2 separate regions of the Oryctolagus cuniculus genome follow, and region 2 is linked to region 1. A link is a contact called in public Hi-C data. All regions are on one chromosome and are shown on one strand. Each heading gives the region's core, a stretch centred on a gene start, on an enhancer-like site or on the middle of the called end of the contact. The rest is flanking DNA. Distances are from core to core; before and after follow the strand shown.

Evidence for each region. Hi-C and Micro-C count contacts between places; a contact is called where the count stands out from the background.
Region 2: a contact with region 1 is called in a Hi-C map of an unstated tissue, with 5 times the contacts expected there. The contact joins the promoter of EPHB1 here to the enhancer-like site in region 1. A contact is called at or near these places in 4 of 6 Hi-C or Micro-C datasets (ear pinna, psoas muscle, skin fibroblasts and 1 more).

The regions. Positions count from the first base shown.
Region 1 is chr4:146,041,216-146,048,282 of mOryCun1.1, reverse strand. It overlaps LOC103350398 (a long non-coding RNA gene), which reads left to right. Exons shown (of 3, transcript XR_518386.3): 3 at 1-408. Among named protein-coding and RNA genes, the nearest start is that of PPP2R3A, 410 kb to the right of the region's middle. Within about 2 kb of position 4,067, at least 1 of the 8 cell types and tissues checked has an H3K27ac peak or open chromatin away from gene starts, as enhancers often do.
Region 2 is chr4:146,696,309-146,703,375 of mOryCun1.1, reverse strand. EPHB1 (EPH receptor B1) reads left to right here and starts at 3,642. Exons shown (of 16, transcript XM_051818616.1): 1 at 3,642-4,052. The coding sequence starts at 3,995.

The sequences.
Region 1 (7,067 bases), core at 2,818-5,317:
TCCCTCCATTTGGGGTACCCCCTCCCCCTCTCCCTGTGCTGAATTCTTGACCACCTCTCTTGGTGCAGTTCAAATGGTACCCCCATTCTATCTAACTGGAAGTAGTCTCTGATCTTTATACCATGAATTACATGCAACTTATTTCATATACAAAATCTTAAACTTTTGAAGGCAGGATTTAGGCTTCATTAAGTGCCTACTAAGTGTCCATTATAAATATTCATTGAATATTTGTGTGTGAATGGAAGGATGAACAAATGGATGGTTGCATGGATGGATGGATGGATGGATGGATGGACACATGGACAGATCGATGAATATATGGGTAAAAAGGGGTGTGGATGGAAGAATGGCAGGCACGGGAAAGACTTCTGCTGTTGAGGTGATGCTGAGCATTGCTTTCCTTCTCCTCCTTAGCTCTGTGTGTCCTGTGCAGTTTAGGAACAAGAGGTAAACTCCAAAGAACTGTGTTATCTCCATCGAAATGTGGAAATCCCCAACTGAGTATTTAAGACAGTGGGACATCAATGAGACCCCTTTTCAGCTTGGTACAAAAGAAGCCAATACTGCATCCGTGCCATGAGAGCTTACCACATGACAGTCCCCCAGCCAGCTGTTACACTTCAAGTGGCACCACTTGGAAGACTTCTTGAGCCTCCGATACTTGTTAACAAAACAGTATGCTGATCAGCTCCAAGAAGCTAAATCGGAGGCAATCAGTTTTGGCAGCTGCTTGGCTGATGAAAGGTGACACCCAATTAGAGAACATGATCCACCCCAAACAGTGTATGCTTCCAACCTGCCACGCTATCTACAGCTGCAATCCTGGGACGGACAGCCATGATCCCACTTAGAGGCACAAGCTGCCCAGAAGCCGTAATGTTCGCCCCTTACCCTTGTGAGATGCATATTTCATCTGCATCCTCCCAACAACCCCATGAGCTGGGGTGGGAAGGTACTCTCATGCCCCTTTGACGTTTCAGAGGGAAAATACTATCCCAGAACAACACCACGTTACAGCTAGTGGGTAGCAGCAGGGCCACAAGTCAAACTCGGGCTTCGACTCTTTCCCAGCCACAACCCCCTTGCAATTAGCTGACCTCATCCATATACCTTTGTCTCTAGGTCTACAGAGACAGATTACCAAATATATCACCAATTTATGAATAATTTGTACAGTGACATCATAGCGGTTTTTAGAATTTCAGCACAATGCCTTGTCGGGGGATTATTTTTCATGCCTGATCTAAATTATTTCTGCAAAGTGTAATCTCCTCCTCCTTTGTCTAGTTACAAGCTTTTGGAGAGAGGGTAGGATCTGATTGTCCAAGGACAGTGGTCCCTAGTGAGTGCCTGGAGCAGAGTGTGCAATGGAACAAGTGTGATCCGGCCCCTGGGGGAGCATGTGCCTGGGACCCACTTACACTGGCTGAGCCCAAGCCGCATTAGACGTGCTTGCCAGTGAGATGACCACAAGAGAGGATTTAAAAGAGGCAGCGGGTACCGGGCCTATTGATTGGAGCCGTGTCCTTTCATGGAGTGTCCTATATTATTATTATGAGCAAATTACAGAGATATAGACCTCATGATAATACCATTCAGTGGATTTCTACCTGGTTGAATAAGTTTGGAGATGATGATTCATGGGCAATGTGATCCTATAGAATGCCTTGGACTACGATTTAATGAAGAATGTTGACCTCTGCCTAATGCAGTCCAAAAATTTTATCAAGCATTATTGCATTTGTGTCCTCTTGAGCCCACCCACCCCATCCAGGGGGTTTACAGCTGAGAGAGAGAAGCTGACGGATGGCGTGGTGGAGGCAGGACACCACCGGCAGCCTTGACAGGCAAGTTTATTGTTTCAAACCTGACCAGATGATATTTGAATGGATATTTCAAAAGCCCCAGGGTGTTATTCAGAGTATCAAGTGCACAAATGCAGGGTGAGAAGACATAGCTTGACAGCAACGCCTGCGAAAAAGGCCTCTGGATTAGGTGTCGGCTCAGTCTCACTCAGCAGTGACCAAAGAAGCTAATAGGAACTTAGATTGCATTTTTCTAGTGGTAACTAGCTCCTGTCTGCCTCTCCCAGTGGTTCTGAAATCTGTAGTTTGAAAGGGTCACTGACCAGTTGGAGAGGGGCCACGAGCAGCAGAGGAAAATGGGAAAGAAACTGGCAGCTGTGTTAATTCCATCACAAAGGAAGGTGCTGAGATGTTCAGCCTCCAGCCGGACAACCACAACCCCATCCTGCTAAAACTGAACTACCATCACGTGGGAGAGGGACTATTCTTACTGGGTGAACCCTCAGGGAAAGGCTGGAGCTACGGGGTGGAAGTTAGAAGGAAGCAGATTTGTGTTACTGCAGATAAGAAGGGAGAAGCACTGAACCAAGCCTAAAACGGGCCCAAACCAAGAGACCCTGGTTTTTCAGGGCAGAGTGGTCCCAGTCAGGTGCAGAGCCGGGATGCCAGGCAGGTGCCCTGAGGATGGGCCATCACCATCTGGCTCTCTGTCTCTGCTGCTTCCAAGTCTGTGTGGGTCCACACATCCTGTGCCTCCCTGCCCTTGGCTGGTGCCTACGCTGAACCACTGAACATTGAGTCTTGTATTGTTCTTCAGTCCTTAACATCAGGCCTGAAGGTTCAGGTGACAGGGCTTCAGCATCCCCATTGTTTCTCAAGGGACCTCCTAACCAACTTCTGCTGCTTCCCTGTGGCCTTCCCCAGCCCTGCCTGCACATCAGTAAGTGGTGAGGCGCCTCACTGAGCATAGTGCGTTGTTCAAGGTTAGAGAATTAGAGATGCTAATGACAGCAGGATAGGCACTAGAATGCTCCTCAAATCTCCTCCAGGAAGCTGTTTAGAAGCAAGGGCCTTCCTTTAAGGATCTGAAGATCAAAAAGCTCACTCAATAAACCAAATGACAGCTACAAGGCAAGGGAAAGGAGTCAGCACTGGTTGGAGCCCGACCCTGGGACCGGCACTGTGTTGTGAAAAACACATTATCACCTGGGATCTTCACACTATCCCCTGCTCAGGCCTCACCATCCCTTCCAAATGGCAGATACTTGGGATGCAATGGCTGGCAAGCGGCAGAGCCAGGATGAGGATACGGAGCTGTACCACGGCACAGGCTCATTCCATTCCCATTGGAGGCCTTTTCCACTCCATCGGGATTTCACCCTCCACCCATCTCAAGTCCATCGTAGAATTTCATTCTGATAAGTGGACTGCTTTGCTGCAACACTTGGGGAAAAACACCACTCCACAGGGCTTTGATTAGCAACATGATCATTCCTTGAGGGGCCGGCGCCATGGTATAGTGGGTAAAGCCACCGCCTGCAGTGCTGGCGGGTGCTGGTTCAAGACCCAGCTGCTTCACTTCCGGTCCAGCTCTCTGCTATGGCCTGGGAAAGCAGTAGAAGATGGCCCAAGTCCTTGGGTCCCTGCACCCACATGGGAGACCCGGAGGAAGCTTCTGGCTCCTGGCTTCAGATTGGCACAGCTCCAGCCTTTGCATCCATTTGAGGAGTGAACCTGCAGATGAAAGATCTCTCTCTCTCTCTCTCTCTCTCTCTCCCCCTCTCTCTCTGCCTCTGCCTCTCTGAAGCTGTCTTTCAAATAAATGAATAAATCACTCAAAAGAAATATTCCTTGAGAAAAGACAGATCAGAGCAATGCGGGGAGCTGACCCTGAAATCAGATTCAGGCGGCCACCTCTGGAATCATGGAAGAAGGGGCTGCGGAGGGTGGGGTCGGCTAGCCCAGGCTCCTGAAGAACCAGCCCCACTCCCTCTTTTCCACGTGTCTCTAGTTACCACCCAGCTGAAGCACATGCTTGTAGTAAGAGTCGTTTTGTGCACCGTAGCCTAAAACTTCAGCCTGCGCTTACATAAGAGTCATAGAAATAATGCAATACTGGCTTTCATTTGCTATGACTAATTTGCCCTAAGGAAACCCGGTGTTAAAATAAAATAGTGAGCATTATCAGCTGCAATGTAATGTTGGCTGAGAGAGTGATCCTGGAGCCCAGATTCCCTCGCTCCTCCCTAGCTACGGATCTCCCTGGGCCTTGGTTCCCCTCCTCTTCCATTATTTAATTTCTTAACGTGTGTAAGGAGAGCTGCTTGGTTTGCATTTTCCAGACAAAGGAGTCTGTGCTGGACATTCCCAGCCCAAGTGCTGAGAAGAGCACTCCACTGTCCAAAGTCAGTCGGGAGCTTAGACGAGAGAGACAGGCAATCTTCAAACACGGCAGGGAAAATGGAATTAAAAGACGAATATATGTTGGCACAAAAAAATTTTGAAATTCCTACATACAAGAGGTCTTCAAAAAATTCATGAAAATGTATATCATGAAAACCTGTCTGTGGGTTTCAAGAAATTTTTACAGCAAAATAGACTTCCCTTCTAATGATGGTATCCACAAAGCTTCCGAAGTCCCCTTGCACATCTCTTACACTACTCAGAACAGCTCCCCGACTTGCCACACCCCACACACCCGCAACTACTGCAACTTCTCAGCCAACTGGAACTGAGCACTTGGCTACAGTGCACAAAACTACTCCTACTGCAGTCTTTTGCTTCAGCTGGGTGGTAACCAGAGATACGTGGAAAAGAGGGAGTGGGGCAGGTTCTTCAGGAGCCTGGACAAACCAAGCAATTCATTTGCTGATCCTCCAGTCATTTCTTAATTCGACAAAATCACCATCCGCATTAGTTGACTGTTTGCTTCTTTTATCCCACTATATTTAGGGGACTCCCTTTGATTGAGGCAGCCTGGGGAAGGAACAGAGAATTGCTCAATATCCCAGAGGTATCCCATGTTCATGTACTAACTGGCTCGCTCATTCATTCCATTAATCATTTCTTGAGAAACCACTGCATGGCCAACGATGGGTTGAATTCTAAGGATTTAGGGGCAAGCCAAGCAGAGGTGCCGTTATGGTGCCTACAGTAAGACATACACCAGATGAGAAATTAAACACTTACAACGCAAAAGTGCTAGGAAGGAAACAGCAAGGACTTGGGCTGGGTGGCAGTGGAGGGACCACTATGTAGGTAACAATGTCCCGAGAGGAGCTCTCTGAAGAGAAGATGGGTGAGCCGAATCCCCAGCTACGATAGACACCCACCTTTCCACTTCTTCCCTATTTTATTTGGGTCCACAGCATACCCAGCTACATGACCCAGCCACAGCTTTTTTGAAGCCATATGTAGCATACCTACCCAAACACACATATTTCAGCCTTCTTGGGAGCCGAGAAGAGCCAGTATAACCCTGTTCTGTCCGGCCAATGAGCTATAAACTGTGATTGGGAGGAAGGTATTGTTTCTCTAATATAAGAGTTGTCTTTTTTAAACCTTCTTCCTATCTGAAACAGATAAGATGACCAGGGAGTCCAGCTTGCAACCATAAGAGGAAAACTAAGACAGAATCTCAGCTGGTTTTGGATCAATGACTGGGGCTACCCTATAGAGACTTCTAATTGACTGACAAAACATAAACCTGTATGGAATGGAAGTCAGTATTGTCAGAAGGTTCTGAAACGGCAGCCAAGCCAACCACAGAGGGAAGGGTGTCTCAGGCAGGAAAACGGGATACACCTGGCGATGCTCAGGCGTGGTGAGCTCCGCATGTTTAAGGGAGGAGGTCAGTGGGACTGGAGCGAAGTGGGCGTGAAGGAAAGCGAGGGGAGCTCAGACTGGACACACAGGCAAGGGGCAGGGCAACTCCAGCCGGGAGGACAGGGTCACAGTCAGAGTTTTATTTCTAGGGATGAATGGAAATCACTGCGTGGCTATCGTGATGTGCAGAGTGCACCTGCCACCCACGTGACCAAGGACTGGGAAGAAGGTTGGGGAGCAGTGGGGAGAGAAGGAGGGGCCATTGTGGTTATACTGGGGAGAGAAGATACCAGGCAAAGACACTGGTGATGGAGAAAATGACACCGAAATGGCAGTGAGGCAGCCAGTTTGTAAGTGATTTGGCAGGGAAAGAAAAGTCAATACCACATGTGAAGAATGCAAACATCTTTTCTTAATCAAGGGGATCAAACTACTTAGTGCCACAGGCCAGGTCGGTGAGATGATGCTAAGTATAGCAGCTGACAGTTATGTGTTCAATGATTTACAGACATTGCCTCATTGTCCTTTAGGGCAGTTCTATATAGGTAGACGTTGTTATTAGCCCCATATTACAAAGGAGCACACTGAGTCACAAGCAGATTAAGTAAATTGCTCAAGGATGATATTGTTGGAAGCTGGAGGAGCTGAGCTTCGAATTCAAGGCTACCTGTTTCCTTGATTCAAGCCACAGGGGCTTGGAAACTACTTTGGTTGATTTTCTACTCTTGCATATTTGGTATAACCTAGAAAGTCTCCACACGCCCCTTCATGGGCCAGATCCCTATCCCCAAAGGTGAACATGACGTCTCTGTCTTCTAGGTGATAAAACCTGGGTACATGTGTTGAGACTGTTGGATGCCAGGCCTTTTAATTTATCATATCCATTTTACAGACTGGGAAGTTAAAGTGCAGGTAGTGAACAAACTTACTCAATATCACAAATGTAGCACAACCGAAGAACCAGAGGGTCTGTTGACCACTGCACCTCAACGTCTTCTCCAGGGGAGTTTGCTCCTGGAGCCCATGTCTGAGCCTTGCTCATCCTGCACAAAACATCACCTGAGTGTTACGAGGATCTCAAGAGCTGATGCTTCACCCAGCCAGAAGCATCCAGCCAGCCCAAACCTTGGAAACCAAATGAAGTCAAAGACATTGCGACTAGCAGATAATGTCGCCCAAGTGCAAAGTCGCTAGACCAAAAGTCCAGCGAGGCCCAAGGCAAATGCAGAGACAGTCACAAGACCCTGAAGAAAGTCTGCCACCTTCCAATTCTCCTTTGTCATAGCTCAAAGGACGTGTGCTCAGAGATATCAGCCCTGATGACCTCTGCTGCCTCCCTCCTGTCCCCTGCCACCACCCCATCACCTTACTCATTCTTCATCCTTTCCTCTGTAACTCTGAAACAGCATCATTCATTTATCACACAGGTGTTTA
Region 2 (7,067 bases), core at 2,393-4,892, 660 kb before region 1:
TCTTCAGCCCAGGAGCCTGCAGCGTCATTTTGAAGGAGTGATTTAGTGATATCAAATAGCCCAGTGATTAATCAAGAAAACAAGTGAGCATTTGACACCAGAGAGGAAAAAAAAAAGAGCCAAGGAGATGCTGGGGGGAAAAGGCACCCAGGCTTGGCGTCCCAAGCCAATGGTACTTTCAGGGATATTTACAAACCATAACCCATTGCGAGAGAAAGATCAATCTGCTGCACAGCTAAATTAATATTTAACTTGCTTGAGAAAAGTCAATCTTTGAGTTATTAGGGAAATTAACCAGCAGGTTTACCTGAGCCTTCAGTGTGTTCTAAAAGTCATCAATGCTGTTTTCCTTCCAACTTCATGTTCCTTCCTCCCCATCCCAATCCATCCCACGCCTCTCGTTCCTCTTCCTCCCCTCGCTTCTGCTCCTCCTGCTTCAGGGGAAGCCTCGGGAGGTGCCCAGTTTCCAACAAACGCTGCTGGAACAGAGCAGAGGTCTGAGACCCATCTCAGCCACGCTCGTGCTTCTCCACCTGGGTGTCTTTGGGGAAAGCCGCAAGCTTCCAAGCCTCATGCGCAGCAAAATCCACTGGGGAGAAGGGGCTGTGCAATCACTTTGAGAGTTGACATGTTCTTGGGGGAGGCCTTGCAATCAGGCGTTTGAGAGAGCCCACACGGTGAGTTTTCTGTAAGGTTGAAAGGCCCTGGCAAGGATGCTCGGTGGGCTCCAAGGTGCACCTGCCTCCAGGAGTGACGTTTAACAGCTGGATCATGGCCAGTTCTACCTTCAGTCAGGTCTGGAAGGGTACTGGGTTCCACCCCAGAGGGTGGAATGAGAGGACTGGGTGAAGACCAGAAGAGCAACCACAGAGAAGGCTTCCCGACAGAGGTGGGTCTGGGCAGAAACAGAAGGAGGGAAATGCGGGTCCTAAATTTTGCCATGCACTGCTTGTCTACAGAAGGCGCTCAACAAGCAGAAGCCATCCCCTCATGTCCAACTGCTGGCCACCACCCCCAAGCTCTCCCCTGCTTCATTATTCTCCAGAGTCCTTCTCACCACGGATGCACCACTGCCTGTTTGCTTATTATCGCCTGCCACGTGTAAGCTTCCCACACAGCAGGGTTTGTCCACCACACCCCCACAGCTGAGGCCAGAGCCTGCCACATGCCCAGTAGGCACAAAGCAACATTTGCTGAGCAAGTAGGGGATGTGTGGCTAGCCTGGGTATGAGTGTGGTGCAGGCAAGGGGGTCAAGTTAGCTAAGCAGCCCATGTCCAGGCTGAGCAGGGAGGTTGCAGGGAGCTCACAGAGAAATGAGAGTGCCAAGCCAAAGTGGCCAGTCTGTCTTCAGCAGACAGGGAGGAGCCACTAGGTTTCTGTGCTGGGAAGAGGTAGGATGAAGCGTGGCTTGAGGAAGATTAGCATGGCAGCAGGATCCAGAGGGACTAGACAGGAAAGGGATGGAAGATGGGCAGTCATTCAGTTTCCAGCGATCCGGGGGAAGGCAGTGTAGGCTGGGACAGGCTCATGGACTTGGGACAAAGGAATCAGGAGGGGGATGTGGCAGGAGGGCTCTGCCAGGCGTGCCTCCCAAGAGGCTGTGATGTAGTGAAGGGGAGGGAACAGTCTGAAAGCCATCCATCCATCCATTCATACACCCATCCATCCACCCACCCATCCATCCATCCACTCATCCACCCAACCATTAACTCATCCACCCACACACTCATCAATCTACCCATCTATCCATCCATCCACCCATGCATCCATGCATTCATTCAGTAATCCATCCAGTCATCTGTTCACCCATCCATCAATCTATACATCTATCCATCCACCCACCCACCCATCAATCTATACATCTATCCATCTACCCATCCACTCACCCATCCATCTATTCACCCATCCACTCATCCATCTATCCATTTATCCATCCATCCATCCATCCATCTATCCACCCACCCACCCATCAAGGCATGGCTGGAGGTCAAAGAGTAGGTGAAGCTGCCAGGGAGTTTTCCATGAACCCTGGGAGAAGGACTCTAGGGATAGAGCTTGGGGGGCATCTCCATTGAAAGGTAAAGAGGGAGTAGAGGAAATAGAAGGAGTTGGTAGAAGATGGGGAGGGGGAGCAGGACCATGGAAACTGGGGCCAGAGCCTCCAAAGAAGTACAGGGCACCCATGTCTGACGATGCCTTGGTCCCTGGAAGATGATGGATAACTCGGAGCAGGCTATCGCCAGGGCAGCCTCAGCTTGCTCCAGAGACCCTGTGGCAGGTTGGTATCATGGTGGGATGGAGTGCAGCTGGCACAGCATTAAGTAGGTGGAAGTGGTATGGTCCCTGAAGGTGCTGAGGCAGGGTGACAAGGAGGGTAGGAGATGAGGGAGGTAACTGGAGTCAGAGCTGGAGTACCAAAGAATTATCTGGGTGGGGGGACCCTAGTCTGACTGGCAGAGGGGAAGCAGTCTTGGGAAAGGAGAGACCAGACAGACGTGCAGTGGTGGGGACTGACACAGCAGAGCCCCCAAAGGCGAGTAATTAAAAAAAAAAAACCCGCCGCATCTGCTCACTGTGAGCTCATTATCAACTCTGGGGAAAGGCCAGCCGTCCCTGAGGGACCCTGCAGGACCAGACTGTCATGGGGTCGGGAGTCGGGGGCGGGTGATGAGGACACTCCCCCACACATTGTGCAGCTAGGCAGCCTTCAGATCCACACCACGCTGGCCATCTCCAGGGGCAGGGCAAGAAAGCAGAGCTGCTGGAGCTGAGCCTGGCAGAATCCCACCTGCCGCTGTCCTGCTCCTGCTGAAGGCCTAGCCCATGGTGAGGTGCCTTCCACTGTGCACCTTACCTTGATCCTGGGCTGCCCTACTCCCTTCCCCGACTGATGTTACAGCTGGCTGCGTGGCTCTGGTCTCTTCCAGAGCATGTCCTCCGGGTCGGGCTCCCAGGGACACTCCTGGCACGCACAGCAGCAGCAGGAACTCCTGGAGGAAGGCATCAGCCAAGAGCTGTGAGGACTCACCCAAGCCCTCCGCGCTTGCTGCATCCGTTCGTTCAACACGCAGCTGCCATCATCTTCCAGGGTCAGGCGCTGTTCTCAGCGCTCAGGATTCAGAAGGAAACAGACCAGAGTCTCCAAAATGATGAGCCCATTTACGTCAGGGGAAACCAGTAACAGAGAACACGCCGTCCTCAGAGGAGACGTGGTATGCAGAAGAGGCGCAGGGGTGTCACGGGAGCTGCCCTGGATCGGGTGGAGAGATACGCACTGAACGATTTGAAGCTCAACGGGGGTCCTGCGGGCGCTGGACAGCCGAGGGGTCTCCACCTAGACCTCGGCAGCCCGCTAAGTCCGGGGCGTGGACCCAGGAGCTGGCGCGGGCCGGTGCGGTTCTGCCGGCGCACCACGAGGGGGAGCCCCGACCCCTCCTAGCGCCTTCGCGGCCCTCCCGCACAGCCTAGCAAGCAAAAGTTTTTCTTAAACTAACAATGCCAGCGTGAGGAGGTGCTCGCGCCTGATTGGACGGGGGAATTTTGCAGGTTTGATTCCTTGATTGGACAGGAGGTGCTAGGGGTGGGGAGAGAGCTGTTGGTGGGGGATCCCGCTCCCTCCCCCGCCAGTCTGGCCGGCCCCGTCCTCCTGTCGGCTCCGCCGTAGCTCGCAATGTGACACCGGGACGCACACGCTCGCGCGCGCTCTCTCAGGCTCGCTCGCCCTCGCCCTCTCTCCCACACGCACGCACACACCCACCTCTCCCATAAACACACACACACACATGCACACCCACACCCACGCGCGCCCGCACCGCCCCACGCGCGCACACTCCCGCCCACGCCCACGCCGCGCTCCAGGGAGTCCGGTCCCGGCGAGAGCGCGAAAGGATACGGAGAAGCCACCCGCGGGGAGCGCAGCGGCGCCCCGGGACGCGGCGCCCTCCCCGCGCGGCCGCCTCGGCTCGCGCTCGGCCTGGGGGCCTCCGGCCGGCCATGGCCTTGGATTGCCTGCTGCTGTTCCTCCTGGCATCCGCAGTGGCCGCGATGGAAGGTAACGTAACCTCGGCGGCGCTTCAAGTTGGGGGCTGCCGGCCGCCGCCTCGGGGCCGGGGCGCCGCGCGGCTCGTGGGGGCTGCTTCGGCCGCTTTGCGTCTTCTGCATCCCGGGACCCGAGGACAAGGTTCGGCCGCGGCCGGGCGCGGGGCCGGGGCGGCACCCGCCGGCGCGCCGCCGGCTGGCTCTGGGCGCCCGCAGCAGCTCCCGCGCCCCGGCGCTCTCTGACAGCTCCGGCTCGGCGAGCGCGGAGCCCGCTGCATTGCAGTGCAGGCTCCTCGGCTCCGGGCAGAGCTGGGCGTTAGGGGACGGAGAAGCACCGCGGACCGTCAAGCTCCGGGCTTCCGGGCGCCTGTCCGCTCCCTTCCTATCCCGAGCCCCGATGCGCTCCCTAGCTGCCGCGCGCCACCTCCGCGTCCCCAGCTCGCAGTCCGCCCGCTTCTGGATCTGGGGCTGGCTGGCAAGCGCCGCGCGCCGGAGCCGGAGCCGGAGCCGGAGCCGGAGCCGCTCTGCCGGGGCTCCCCGCAAGTGGCTGCGGAAGGAGGGGGTCGAGTTCTTCGGCTGGACCCTCGGGGAACCGTGTGGCTGTGCCGGGGTCTGCGGGGCCAGGAGGAGTCTCGGAGCAGCCGTGGACTAGGGTGGGCGTCGGTCCTGCCTAAACTCACCGGATCCCCACCCACCCCCAGGGTCCGGGAACGGAGACTTGGCGACCCGGAGCCGGCGGGCAGCGACACCGCCCCTACCAGACCAGCCTGGCCCGTGCCTCCGGCCGGTGGCCAACAACACACGCTCGCTTCGGTGACCCCGCGCCTGGTGCAGCGGGGAGCCCGGGCGCTCCGCCGCGGCGCCCGCGAATCCCGGTGGGAAATCCCTGTCCCGCTCCCCGCCTCCCGCCCCTTCCCCGCCCCCGCTTTTGGCGGCGGAGCGGGGCGGCAGCCGCCTCCCGGGACAGCGGCTGAGCGAGGGGAGCGGACTTGGAGTTGCCGCTACGAAGGAAGCGACTCTGGGGGTGACGCTCCCGCACCCCCTTCCCGGGGTCCGACGCGGGCCGAGTCTCCGCGGGGAACTCCAGACCCGCAGCTCCGAGAGCCGGCGCCGCTGTCCCGTCTGGGCTCTCGCTCCGCTGGGGTGCGGGTTCGCCCAATGGAAACTCCCAGGAACACCAGGGCTTGGCCACCCCCAGTCCCTTCGGAAGGCACTGCCCTTCTGGAACCGAAGCTGGGGGGTCTCGGGACCCTGAGGCGGGGCTCTACTGTCCTCGCCTTTGGGCAAAGATCGCTGCCTCCCGCGTCGGTTCTGTGGCGGCGCTGGGGGTGCGGCGGGCCCTTCGTGTCTACACAGCTCCCGCTCGCTTTTCCAAAGGCGGCTTTCTGTCCGCTCTCGGCCTCCCACTGCACCTTTGGCCTGCCGCTCTTTGTGGGCTGCGGGCTGAGCTTTGAAATGTGTAGCCTACGAGAGAGAGAGAGAGAGAGAGAGAGAGAGAGAGAGAGAGAGAGAGACATGGTGCGCATCCCAGCGCCTGAGGCTTGGGTTACGCTTACGGAGAGACACGTGCGCAAGCCATTGAAACAGAAAGGAAATTCGAGAGAGAGGATAGGATGGTTTCCCGTGGCCATGCAGGGCGGGACTCGGTAGCCTTGGGGCGCGGCGTCATGCCGGCCCCAGCCTGGGTAGGGCCGAGGCAGTTGGCACCCAGAGAGGGTCAGGGGCTGGCACTCCGAGAGCAGCTGGGTGCTTCCTTCAGAAAGCCTGGTCTTGGCATCCGTTCCATCCGTGGAGGAGCCAGCGTGCATGCAAGCAAACGGAGAGCAAATGCGTGAAACACACCCGCCGAGGGGCCAGGGTGCGTGCGTGGGTCTCCCTGGACAGTTGCAGCTCCCTGCCTACTAATCTGGAGCAGTCGCACGGGCGCCCTGTGCCAGCACCCGGCCTCATACACGGAGCCTGTCACCCAGGCCTCCCTGGTGCCGCTCACCTCAGCGCTGGGACGGTTCTCTTGGTGCAGCCAGGGAAACTTTGCCTTGGCCTGACAGGCTGGCTGTCGGCTGTGAATCTCCCCAGCAAGGGTTAAAAGAAAGGCCACGTTCAGCAGAATATTTCAGCAGCCCCCCGCCCCTGCTCAGTGTGCACGCCATTCACTGCTTCCCTTCCTCGAGTGGACGCAGGCAGGCTCATTTCTACTCTCCACACACACACGGCTGCCTGCCCGCTCGCCCGGCTGGGCTGGAGCCAGCATCATTTGGTTTGTGATGAGTGAGGAATAATTATCAGAAAAGTGGATCAATGAGCTGCCTACACAGACAGCGGGTCCTTCCCAAGCTCTGCTGTGGCCAGGGGGCGCTTCTGCCTGTTGGTTTCAGCCACTTCTGTGACTGCTTTCTCTGCACTCCAGTGCACTGGAATTCCAGTGGGGCTTCGCCACCCAGGGCAAGCAGCTCCCAGACCGGGCAGGGGCTCAGATCAGGGACAATGGGACAGTGGCAGTCATGGGCCAGGTAGGGTTATGTGGCTAGAGGAAGACAGGGTCCTTTGAAATCTGTGCCTGGGTGGAAGGAATGGAGGGAGGAAGAGGAGGGAGGGAGAGGGTGGGGACCCAAGGGTGGACGAGGGCCTCCTGCCACCCTATGCCTGGTGGAAGGGAGGAGGGCACAGGCTGCTTCTTGGCCACAGGGGTGTTGGGGATGCTATAATTCACCTGTCATCCGGCAGGAAGCTGGTTGGCTTGGGGAGTGGGAAAGCCAGACTGAAAGGAGCTCCCTCTCCCCCACCCCTCCCTGATTTCCAGCCAGTTCTGCTGTGGGAGAGATATGGCACTGCAGGGAAAAGGCTATCTGAGGCTTTTGTGTCTATTTTCAGAGGGGCAAGGCAGGCTGTGGACACAGGGATGCTGATAGCCCTCGCCCAGGCCGCTCCCTGCAGCCTCGTGCAGACAGCGGCCTCTTGCAGCTCACTCTGCTTTCATGCCGGCCCTGAGGGCTTCTTGACCAGGGGCTGTGGGTGTGTGCAGAGCGAA